Regions from separate parts of the Mus musculus genome. Here region 2 is linked to region 1. Evidence: chromatin contacts called from public HiCAR-type data. All regions are on one chromosome and are shown on one strand. The core of a region is the stretch at or near the end of the contact, and the rest is flanking DNA. Distances in the headings are between cores, read along the strand shown.

Evidence for each region. HiCAR-type assays count read pairs that join an accessible place to other places.
Region 2: a contact with region 1 is called in a HiCAR-type map of astrocytes, with 2.3 times the contacts expected there. The contact joins two enhancer-like sites. A contact is called at or near these places in 1 of 484 Hi-C or Micro-C datasets (embryonic stem cells) and 1 of 115 datasets of contacts at active chromatin or transcription factors (astrocytes).

The regions. Positions count from the first base shown.
Region 1 is chr6:36,720,173-36,726,013 of GRCm38.p6, reverse strand. The region is part of intron 4 of Ptn (pleiotrophin); the gene reads left to right. Among named protein-coding and RNA genes, the nearest start is that of Ptn, 87 kb to the left of the region's middle. Within about 2 kb of position 2,608, at least 62 of the 459 cell types and tissues checked have an H3K27ac peak or open chromatin away from gene starts, as enhancers often do. A contact at or near this core is called in astrocytes, where this site is marked.
Region 2 is chr6:37,327,616-37,333,456 of GRCm38.p6, reverse strand. Creb3l2 (cAMP responsive element binding protein 3-like 2) reads left to right here. Exons shown (of 12, transcript NM_178661.4): 12 at 957-2,436. The coding sequence ends at 1,032. Among named protein-coding and RNA genes, the nearest start is that of Dgki, 31 kb to the right of the region's middle. Within about 2 kb of position 3,341, at least 50 of the 459 cell types and tissues checked have an H3K27ac peak or open chromatin away from gene starts, as enhancers often do. A contact at or near this core is called in astrocytes, where this site is marked.

The DNA.
Region 1 (5,841 bases), core at 1,359-3,858:
AACTTTCTCTTAGGTTTGATGATTCATCTTTACAGATCAAAAGAATAGCCACTGTCTAAAAGCCAGGCTCTGTTTTGCACAGTGTGCAGCTTTTGGCAGCTGACTATTGAATGGGGAAATGGGTCAGTAAAGTGATATTCCCAGCATCCTCCATGCTCTCTGCTCTAAATAGATTTCTTTAGTATATTCTTTTGAAGATGAAAGAAGTTCCTCAACATTTTTTCCCACTTAATTTATTTATTTATTTTTTGGAAGGGGATGCTGTCGTCATCCAGCAGGAAGATGAATAGCTTCCCTGAGCATACAGACTTCCCTAGGCTCTGGGAATTTTAACACTATAGAGAGTGCGTATAACATAGAGTTTCCATGCAGAACGACTCATGACCTGCCTCCACTACCTCTACTCTGACTGGAGAGCAAGATGAAGAGGACCACAGTCCTTCCACTTGGGCAGCAGAAGAGGCAGTATGGGGTATGGTAGGACTTGAGTTCTTCATGATCAGAGAGATGCCTCCTTTCTCAGTTCAGTTCTGGCTCAGATTGTCATTTTGTTGCTATTCTTCTTATTGAAATCTTTGACAGGACCTATGGCTTCATTTCCTACTTATAATATTATACCCAATTCAATGTCTGCTTCTGTTCCTTCATGTCAAAGTGATATGTTTTGTCCTTCAAATGCTGACAGTAAATACCACATAGCCTTGCTGTTAAGATGAAATGGTGAAATGTTGTACATATACATGAAATTCTCAAAATATAAGGGAAATATTATTTTAAAAGACAAAATGAAAATGCAGACTCTAGGTGATATGCTTGATAAATGTGCAGGATTTTTGAGATGATTTTCCTGCTTTCTGTTGATATAGGATTTTTGTTTGTTTGATTGTTTGTTTGTAAGCCATATGACTGTGTGGGTCATAGTGGCCTAGAACTCACTGTGTACTCAGTTTGGCCCTGAGTTCACAATCCTCTTGCCTTACTCTCCTTAATGGTAGTATTGCATGGTAGAGTACCACCATGACCAACTTTAAGATGGCTCAAAATCTCTTCTTTCAGAAGACTTGTGGTGACTGCAGAAGTAACTGTAGCCATGAGTTACTTACTCTTGCAGTTCATAGCTTAGTGAAGTGTGTATACATGATACCCCTGGAGAAGCATAAAGTCCTAAAGTGTATCCTGCAACATCCAGTTGCACAGATGGGGAAGCCAAAGCTTTAGAGATGTTAGGTACTTAGGACGGGATCCCATCTTCATAAGCAGAGCTGGGGACATACACACACATAGTAGTTTGAGTCTGGATCTCTTGTATTCCAAGTGGTCCTTCTCTATGTAGATTCCAACCAAGATTCCATGATTCCTATACAAAAGTGGTAATGCATTCCAGATACAACCTAAATCGTTACCAGCCTTCACAAGAACCTTCCTGCCTGGACTTTTTCTGATCTTTGCTCCACACATTGTCCATGTGCTCTGCACCAGTCAAGCCAATCTTCCAGGCTTCAGGAGATAAGTGAATGGGGCTTGTCCAGAATGAATGGATAAAAGAATGGAGGATATATATATATAGCTATACTGTCTTGGCCTGGCTCACATAGGCTGTTCATGCCCTGATTTCCAGTCTCTGCTGAGATACCACTGCTCAAAGCTCACCAGGAAGAAGGGTCTCTTGAGTGTTTAGATCTTGTCCTTACTCAAGAAATTTTGGTCCTATATTTGCAAAGGGAGACCTAAGGACAAGGAACTATAAATATGTGTGGTGTTTACTCTACTCGATGTCTGCTTTCATCTCCTTGGATAAATTCCACACTTGGGAGGCTCATTAGCCGTGCACACAGAGCACTATATAATAATTAGTATTAAGGATGACAGCAAAATAGAACAATGTTCATAGTAAAAACTTATTGTGCTGAGGATCCTGGGGTTTTCCTCCCCAAAGGATTTTTATTTCTTCCTTCTAATTTCTGAATCAAGAATTAATTCTTGTGTTCTTTGTAGCTTATTGGCATTTCCCGAATATCATAAAAGCAGTTTAATTCATTGGATATTTGATATATGACAAGTGTTGTGCTAATTCATCAACATGGCTTGTCTCTCTTAATCCTCACAGCAGCTCAAAGATGTTTTACCATATTTTACAGTCTAGGAGTTACAATTTGTTTAAGTTTACTCTGTCAGTGAATGGCAAAGCTTGAAACAAACATTGAGATTTCCACACCAAGAACTCCCAGAAGAAGTTTTTAAAATATAAGATTTATAAAAATGAAATCAATAATCTGTTTTTCTTTTTGGTTTTTTTGTTTGTTTGTTTGTTTTGTTTTGTGATAATTCAAAACAGCCAGACACATCTATTTGGAGCCATTTATGATTGAGTCCTATTAAACAATTCCTGGCTTAAAGTTTCTCCTTGCATAGTAATTGCATTAAAACCAAATGATGACTTTCAGTTCTGTATTTATCCAACTAGGGGCCTACAGTGAGGCGCAGTAGATCATGCCATCCTGCCATACCAGTGGCCTCCCAGGCAGAACCAGGTTGTCTCTGCTCTGCTGTGGGATCTGTGCAGGCGCTGTTGCCTGTCCAGGATGTGAGGCACAGCTGTCCTGGTAACAAGTGCTGTCAGGAGGGACTCCTCCATACTCCCAGCTGGCCCACTCAGCTCTGCACTGATGCAAAGCTGGCGGGAGCCTGTGGGGAAATCAAAGCAGACTGGCTGGTGTTCAGCACACAGAGGCAGCAAAAGGAAAGAGAATAAACAAAGGCTTTTTCTAGAAGAGTAAGCATTATTCATGGAAAAGCTCACCAGAAATCCAAAGGCTGGGAGCAGGTGAAAGTGTTCCTGTGGTGTCCTGCTTAGACATACAGAACACATATTAAAGTGTTCATAATATTCACTCTGTAAGACAATCTAAACCTATTTTCATTCTGGAAAGAAAAATAGAAGCTCCTATTTTTCAGTCTTTCATCTAGACACACAAGAATAATAAATTCAGCGGCTGTGAAGGGTGCTGTCAAGAGAATGTGAAAGATTCAGGGAGGGTGATTAAGGTCTAGTGTTTGTTGTGCTACAGATGGTTACTTGAGTCTCGTCTGCTTGGAACAAGGAGTGCCAGCATGGAGATGGCTATACAAGACTAATGTCATGTGTTTGTGTGAATATTAGTGAACACAAAATTCTGACATTTTCTAGTGTGAATATTGAGAGTTAAATACAAAGTAATAGATTTGACTGTGGTGTTTTCATACACACGTGGCACTGTGATTTGCGTATCTCACTTGCTATCTCCATTGTCACCTTTCCTATCTCTTTCTTGTCACATCCCACCCTCAAATAGTCTCTCTTGCTTTCATGTCATAAATCATATGCCTACATACATAGATCTGGATTCTACACATGGCAGAAAACATTTAGTAGTTCCAATTCTCCCTTTCTGTATGCTTCTTTTGATTTTAATGTGCTTATGTGTACACATGCATATGTATATGTGTGCATGTAATAGATGGGGGGTTGTGGTTAGGTGTCTTTTTCATTAGCTTCTCTACCTTGCCTAGACAGGATCTCTCACTGAATCAGGATCACCAGTTAGGCTAGGCTGGTTTGTTAGTGAGCCTCTATGCTTTGCCTGTGTTTCCAACATAACCTATGCTGGGACTACAGACACACACTGCAGAGCCCAGCCGTACAAAGCTCACCCAAGCTCATGTGTTTGTACTCTTGCAACGAGCACTTTGCCTGTTGATCCATCTTTTCAGCACCAGACTCTGTTGTTCACAATACCAATTAGATATGTTTACAATAAAATTTCTTCTGAAATAAGCAAGAAGCATATATTTTCACTCTATAGCAGATCTTAAGGCTATACATACATTAACTGGCCTGACACTAATTCAGTGGTATTTTAGTTTCCTAGTGGTACTATAAGAAAACATTCCAAACTCAGTACCTTAATAAACATGCATGCATTTACTTCATGTTTCTTGAGGCTAGACTGAAAAAATCAAGGTCTTCATAGACTGCTGTCTTCTGACACCTCTACAATTGGCTTGTAGATGGATGCTATTCTCCTATGTTCTCATTGTGCTTTTATTGTCTCTTCTATCAATGCTAGTCACCAGAGTCAGGTTACATTTTAATTTAATTAATCTTTCAAAGCCTCTGTTTCCAGATATATTGATAACAAGAGATACAATGATTGGGATTTAAGCATAGATTTAGTGTAACACATTTAGCCTTCATTTCATCGAGGTCTATAACTTTTTAAAAAAATAATTTATATTTACTCTTCACTGATATATTATATCCTGACCAGAGTTTCCCCTCCTTATCTGCTCCAAGTCCCCCTCCACCTTCTATCCCCATATACTCCTCCTCTTTTCCTATGCAGAAAAGGGAAGACCTCCCATGGATATCAACCAAGCATGGCGTATCAAGTTTCAGTAAAACTAGCCGCCTGTCCTCATATTAAGGCTGGACAAGGCAACTCAGCAGGAGGAAAATGGTCCCAAAAGGAGCAAAAAGACAGCTTCCACTCCCAATGTTAGGTGTTCCACAAGTGTAACATATACAGAGGACCCAGGTCAGCCCCCTGCAGGTCCCCTGGTTGTCAGTTCAGTCTCTGTGGGTCCCTATTGTCCCAGGTTAGTTGATTCTGTAGGTTTTCTTTCTTTCTTTTCATCTTTTCTTTTTTTTAAAAGATTACACACACACACACACACACACACACACACACACACACTATTGCTCTCTTCAGACACCGGAAGATGGCATCAGATCCCATTACAGATCATTGTGAGCCATCGTGTGATTTTTGAGAATTGAACTCTGGACCTCTGGAAGAGCAGTCAATGCTCTTAACCACCGAGCCATCTTTCTAGCCCTCCGTGGGTTATCTTATGATGTCTGGCTCCTACAATCCTTCCTCTCCCTCTTCCTCAAGACTCCATGTCTATAATTTTTTGTAAGCCAAGAAAAATCCATATGGAAGCATACAAGGAACAATTATTCACGTTATACTTTAGTATGCAAAAATCTTCACATCCTAAAGTTTAAACTTCTCATTTTGTGAATCACATTTTTTTTTCTCCACTGGTCACATGATGTTAAAGTATTAGCGGGTATGGCAGTGGAAAACTGTGATGAGCTCATTGGAAATGTGGCATTTCTACCAGAACCAATCTATATAATTACCTATCACCTATAACATGGCAAATGTTCTGAGTCCTCATTTCAGAAATAGGATATTAAATATTGACATGTCTTCTCTATTGTGTCGGGGTGGAAGAAGTCAGTAGGGAAGCCACTGCTAAGTGTAAGACCATAATGTTGGCCCACAGACTCAGGAAGGTAAAAAGAGACTTGCTGAAAAGGAGAAAGCCAAATATTTATTTCTCATCTCTGCTAGTGATTAGGTGTGGTTAAGATATGACAATTATGCAAGAAAGATAGTGAAATAATAATTATATGTTTCCATTTTCTACCCGGTATACCCAAGTGTTAAGCCAGTCAGTGTCCCTGACACACCATTGTTCAACTGACTTTTCTCTTGCACTGACTGTGCATAGAAATGCATTCGAAAATCACTGAGAAAGCAATGAAGACCTCATCTACCCCACTCCCAAAAGGATGTGGGAAATTGGGAGGGAAAAGAGACTGGGATGCTTGTAGAAAGGAAATCTTAAACTGTACAAGTAAACTTGGCTTGTAATATTTTATTTGTCACTATTATCAATTCACACTATTTATTGCCATTTGATTATTTGTATACAATAGTCTACTGAGAGGTGCATGAGTTCTTTTGGTTACCTAACCTCTTTATGGACTTTGATTAACTTACTTCTATTTGG
Region 2 (5,841 bases), core at 2,092-4,591, 610 kb before region 1:
AGTCTTAAGGTACTGCTGTTGTAGGGGGGCACTTGGGGGCGCCAATTGGCACAGGACTCACACGTGCTCCCTCTGGGCAGTGTACGGTGATGCTGGTGAGTCAGCGAATCGGTGCTCCTAGGCCGCTCCGAAATGGGGCCGCTCCGGGGTAAGCAATGAAGACTCCATTTTTACTTCTCTCCCAACTCTTTGCAACAGAGTTCATGATCATACGTACTTTTATATGTGGACATGGCAAGCACATATTTAACACTGGTACTAGTCATGCCTGTATGTACTATCAAAACAAATCTTGTAAGTATCCCACCATGAGTAGCCTTAAATTTATTCCCATTCTGGAAAGAACCGGAAGCTAGTACCGAAGCCCCAGGAGACCGAGCTGCTGGATGGCGTGGCTCGCCGCACAGTCTGCTCTCCCAGCTCGGGGTCTGGAAGCCCAGTCTGATCCCTCTGTTTACTGCCGTGTCTCCTAAGTAATAAAACTTCCCCAACTCCCGTCAGAGTGCTGGGAGACTTAATGAGCTGATATACAAGTTGATCTTGTGGTTATTTTATGGTATGTATTCTGTGTTATTTTAAGTTGATTCATTAAAAAAAAATCATTGTCTGGATTCTTAATTCCAGAGCAGATGTCAGCCCTTAACCCTTTTTTTCCTCCTCCCTGTAACTTAAAGCACTGAGGTCATTAATATACAAGCAACGGCCATTGAAAGCAATTTAAAACAAGTCAGCATCAAACTAGCAGAGGTCTCCTCTGCGCCAAGATAAAGGTGCAAATGTAGGGGTGATCAGGTGACTATTGGGGGATCCCAGGGAGCAAAGACTTACCACTAGGCATTTAAAAGACTCTGCCAGGGTTGGCCCACAGGGCTACAATAGACTCATGCTATGGTGTCTGAGAATTTGAGCAAAAGCTGGTGGCTAATACTTGTTCTCTCCATTGGATGCCTTCACAGGGTCAGCAGCAAACTGGAAGGGAACGAAACACTCAAGGTTGTAGAGCTGGAGAGGAGAGTGAACGCCACCTTCTGAGGAGAGCTCCACCCTCCTCTTCTCCTAACTCCATCTGATCGTCCTTTCAGTTTCCCCTTCACCACTGGATCTCGAGGAGGAGATGGCCTAGTGTTACGGCTCGAGACAGGAGGCCAGCCCAGGGGGTTCTGCTTATGTGTCCCCGTGGCTCTCCACAAAAGGGAGCTAGCACCTCTCCATCCCTTTCTCTTACTGCCATTGGAAATTATTTTAGGGCTGAGATAGGGGTGGAACGAGCAGGCTTGTTTCCACCAATAGTGCCAAGAAGACACTGCCTGATTCTTCCCCGGGAGGAGTGACTCCTCTGAAGAAGACATGACTCATGTTCAGTTGAGACCCCAGACTCTAGCCACACACATGCCACAGACATGCCAGGGAGTGGCAAAGCACTGACTCCTGAGCTCCCTTCCTCACTAGGACTCCAGTGTGACCCTGCACTGAGAGGACCAAAGCGTCATTGCAGTCTTCTCTCCACCCTGTACCCCGGAGTCCTGATTGGATGTCTGCAGAGGCAGATGGGGCTCCCACCATATTTTCAGGCCGCAAGTGCAATTCCTGAAGGCATCAGGCTCTTCTCTCCCAGGCTCTCCTGCCCACTGTGTTGTTTGTAGGACACCCCCACACCCACTCATACACAGCCTGCATCTCCACAGGACAATAGCTCTGTCTCCCTGGCCTCCCCTCCCCATTTGTAAATAGTATTTATTAGCTTGCTCAAGCTCCCAGCTGGCCATAGTGAAAAGATTTCCCCTTTCAACCAGCAAAGTCTTCTGTTGGCCTTTGGAACAGGAGAGTCCCCGGAATCTAGGACCCTAGTCTTTGTACTTGATGCCTTGTTTCCCCCCTTTTCTTCTTTAAAATTGGGGACCTATAACATCATCGCTGTTGCGGAATCCACTTAGGCATGTGTCCCCTGATGGATGAATACATGGGAATGGTGGATACTGTCTTCTGACTCAGGCTCTAGGCTCCATGGCTTCCTCTCTCTGGTCCTGCCACACAGAAGGAAAGCCCTGTCCAGGATAATGAGCGTTGCTGACACCCTTGCTAGCTTGTCCTGCCTACCTGCTTACCCCACTCCCTCACCTTCCTCCTTCCCTTCTGCCCTCCATCCACCTGCCTTAACTAATTGGGGCTGGAGTTGGTCATTTTTGTACACCCACAGTGGTACCTTTTACAGTCAGGTTTGGATACTTTGCAGCTCATCCAAAGAGACATAACTAAACCCTAAACTCTTTTTTTGTTGTTGTTGTTGTTGTTTTTTTTTTTTATGATTAAAAAGTAAAAATTGTAGTTTAAAAAATCCTTTCCTCTTTCATACAAATAAGAAATGGAAATTGCTCGTTTATTGTATAAGATAGAAGATTCGTTTAAAGTGTTTCCCCACCCCCACCCCCAGCTTGTAAAAGATTTTATGTAAGAAATGTGCTTACACTTTGTATTTTATTTTTAGCAGCAGCTAAAAGGCCTGTAGTTTTACTCTCTCTCTCCTCTCTCTCTCTCTCTCTCTCTCTCTCCCTCTCTCCTCTCTGTCTTCATCATCTTTGAGATCATTAGAGCCTGTATAAAGGGGATTATGGCCCTGCCTTCTATGTCACACATAGGATTTGGTGTCATTAGTGTTTGCTGTCATGCCCCATGAGTAGCTCCTTACTTGGTCTGCTCAGGGCATCCTAGGGAATGTTCCTTTCCCCCACTCCTCCCTCCCTACCGTGGTGGATTCCCAGCTGGCAGATGGCCAAGCTCAGGGCCACTGTGATCTTGGCAGCCCTCCTGTTTAAGGGGCTGCCACCCTCCCTTACAGGGTGGTGTATAGCCAGGGCTATACAAAAAGGGTGGCTAGTGACCTTTTCTCTCTCTTCTCTCTCTCTTCTCTCTTCTCTCTTCCCTTGATCTTCCTTGGCCTGGCCCATTCTGCTCTTTACAGTGCCAGATATTTATACATCATAAACTTAGGAAATGCCTAAAAGAGCCTAAGCAGGAAAAATCCTAGGGTGAGGCAATGTTTGCATGATGAGAGAGGAAGGGTTTGCCATAGAGAGCTGAAATGGGGATTTAGACTGATGTGTGCATTGGCTGAGCTGAACCTTGGTCTCTTGATGTCCCTGGAGAGCTGAGGTCGAGACCCCATTCATGCAGGAGGAGGAAGAAGGAAGTGTCCAGTCACATCCTTAGTTCTCAGAGGACTTTATTTTCCTCTCTACCTACTCTTTTGGGTGTCACTGTCTCCAGACAGCAGGGCCCTTTGTCTCTGAGAAATTAGCCATCCAGAATAGAATCTGTAACAAGAGACATGGGACATAAGCCAGAGAACTCAAACAGCCCTTTAAAGGAGCTCTCGGCAACCAACACTGCCACTCTATGAGAAAACCCTCTGCCCTTTACTGCTGCTGGCTTGCCGTCTGGGATGCTCAGTAGAGTCAAGGGACCCAGCAGAGATGCATGAGACAAGATGGATTGCGAGCAATTAGTGGATGTGTGCACTTTTTGTTCAGAGTTTAAGGCTAGGATATTGGTTTTTCCCACTGACTGAGCTGTCCTGCAAACCAGTCAATACCTTATGGTTATGTCTGAAGGTTTTAAATAGTGGTTGACCCAACACCTTGGACTGAAATTTTGAAAAGTTTTGAAAAAAGACTGCTAGACTTAGAGAGAGAAGCCAGAACAAATTCCGCTGGTTATATTTTCTACCTTGTAAACAGGTCAGCACCCCCACTACTCTTTTTAAAATCACTTTAGTGATGGAGATGTCTTGCAAAGATGTAGAGAACAAGGCCTCTTTTCCCTAGATGAGACCTGAGGAACCCAGTTGCCCCTTCCCCCCACCCCCTTTACAGCTCCCAACTTGGGTCCTGTAAATGGAGGTGTCATTGCCATCACCATCGCCAGCATTGAGGAAGAGCCTCTGAAGTGTCAGGACTTTGCAGTGTAGCTCATGCAAAGAGAGTGTTCTATAAAAATCTTGACAGCTGAACTCAGTTGCTCTTTCCTGGCAGGAGGTGGGGGTGGGATCTAACATGAGTGCAGGCAAAATTAGATAACCATTCGGTTCATAGAAATGATTCCATGCCTTGGGAAGACAGATTTGGGGCCACATTGTTTACAAACTATACACACCAGGTTAATAGACACCCCGTCTTAAGCACCAGCTCCTCTTGGGTGCCCCCAGAGCCCCTGCAACTGTTATCCACATACAACAGGGATATCGGACTGCTTTCTTCTTCCGGCTGGTACAGAATCTGTGTCCATCATTTTTCACTACAGGTCTTGTTAAAATTCTTTGCAGCACTTCGTGTCCCCTCACGTCCCATGTGCTCAGACCCAGAAAAAGCAGAACAGAATTAGAAGTGCCTCTGAGCCTTGTGAAGTGTGTGCGCAAGCCCCCATGGAGAAATGGAGACATCTTGTCCCCACCTGAGGAGTGGACATCTGCCTGATTCTTGCCAACACGAGGGGTGGAAATGGGAGAAAAAGCTTTTAGTTGCTAATTTGTTTCCGCTGAGCCAAGTGTTTGAGAAACCTGGACTAGAGCTTAGCACTCCCACTTGCAGCCTGGCAGGACCTGTGGAGCCATTAACGGCGGGGGTCTTAGCGAGAACCACTTCATTAGAGCACTTGCTGCAGAGGCAGAGAGCAGAGCCGCCAGGATAAATTCTGCTTCCACCCCACAAAGGCAGTCACAGGAGAGAGTGGAGAGAGCAGTAAGGAGGCCACTGGAAGGAGCCAGACACAGATTCTGGTTCATTCATTCATTCATTCCTTAGACATTTTCGGTTTTACAAAGGAAGAACAGGTTTCCTAAGGCCGAGGAAATCTTGGAGAATAAAAAAGGACTTGGAAAACAAGTCTTAGTAGTCATTCAGAGGACTCAAGTACTAGTGCTAGGTCTCTTTCCTTCCACTCTCTCTCTCTCTCTCTCTCTCTCTCTCTCTCTCTCTCTCTCTCCTAAGTACTTATTCATGCCTCTGATGTGCCTTGTATCTGAATCCAGGATGGCAGAGATCCCCTGTCCCTGGAAGGTGTCATATATTACTAGCTAGTATTAGGTTGAAGTTGGGGGTGGGGGCTTTCTCCGTAGGCTTGGGGATGGTTCCCTCAAAGTGAGCCACTATTAGATTTGCCCATCAGGGGAAAAGAAATGGGGTTATATCCATTAGGAAAATCCCATTTTATAGATAGAGGTGCAATCACATAAAAATGTGGCCAGGCAGGATTAAAGGTATTCTAAATCCTTACCACGGGGCATTTTCTGGATGCAAAGGCACTAGCCCATTTGAAAATTAATATTCCGTGCCTCTGGGCCAAGAGGTCAGCTTTCTGCACGAGGAGAAAAACAGTAACTGCTGTTTGTTACAGCCTGAAATCCAGGACGACCGCATTTTCTCTTGGTTTCTAAAAGGAAGGGAATCTTCCCGATTTTTCTAAGATGTTGAGTATTGTGTAAGTAAGCTTTGAGTCTTTGAACCTGATTGAAATGCAAAGCAAGGGTGACTCATTGTTAGGAGAAGTAAAGGCCACGGAAGGTATGGTAGTTTCTGGAGTCCTATCTGAGAACTCACAGATTGTCTTTGCCTCTCTAGGCAGAAACAGAGCTACCCACTGCAGCGGCCTGACTGTGCAGCACTCAGCTCTTTGGCTCTCTCTGAAATGCCCGTCTCATCCTGTCTTTTTCGAGCATGGCTCACAGGCCTTGTGTCTGGGTGAAGGGAACCCAGGGTCAGGCTGCACTTCTGTTTCTGTCTTTTGCTCAACAGCGGGGTGTGCACTCGTGGCTGCACAGATGAAGCCCATGCTGAGTCTGTGGGAACA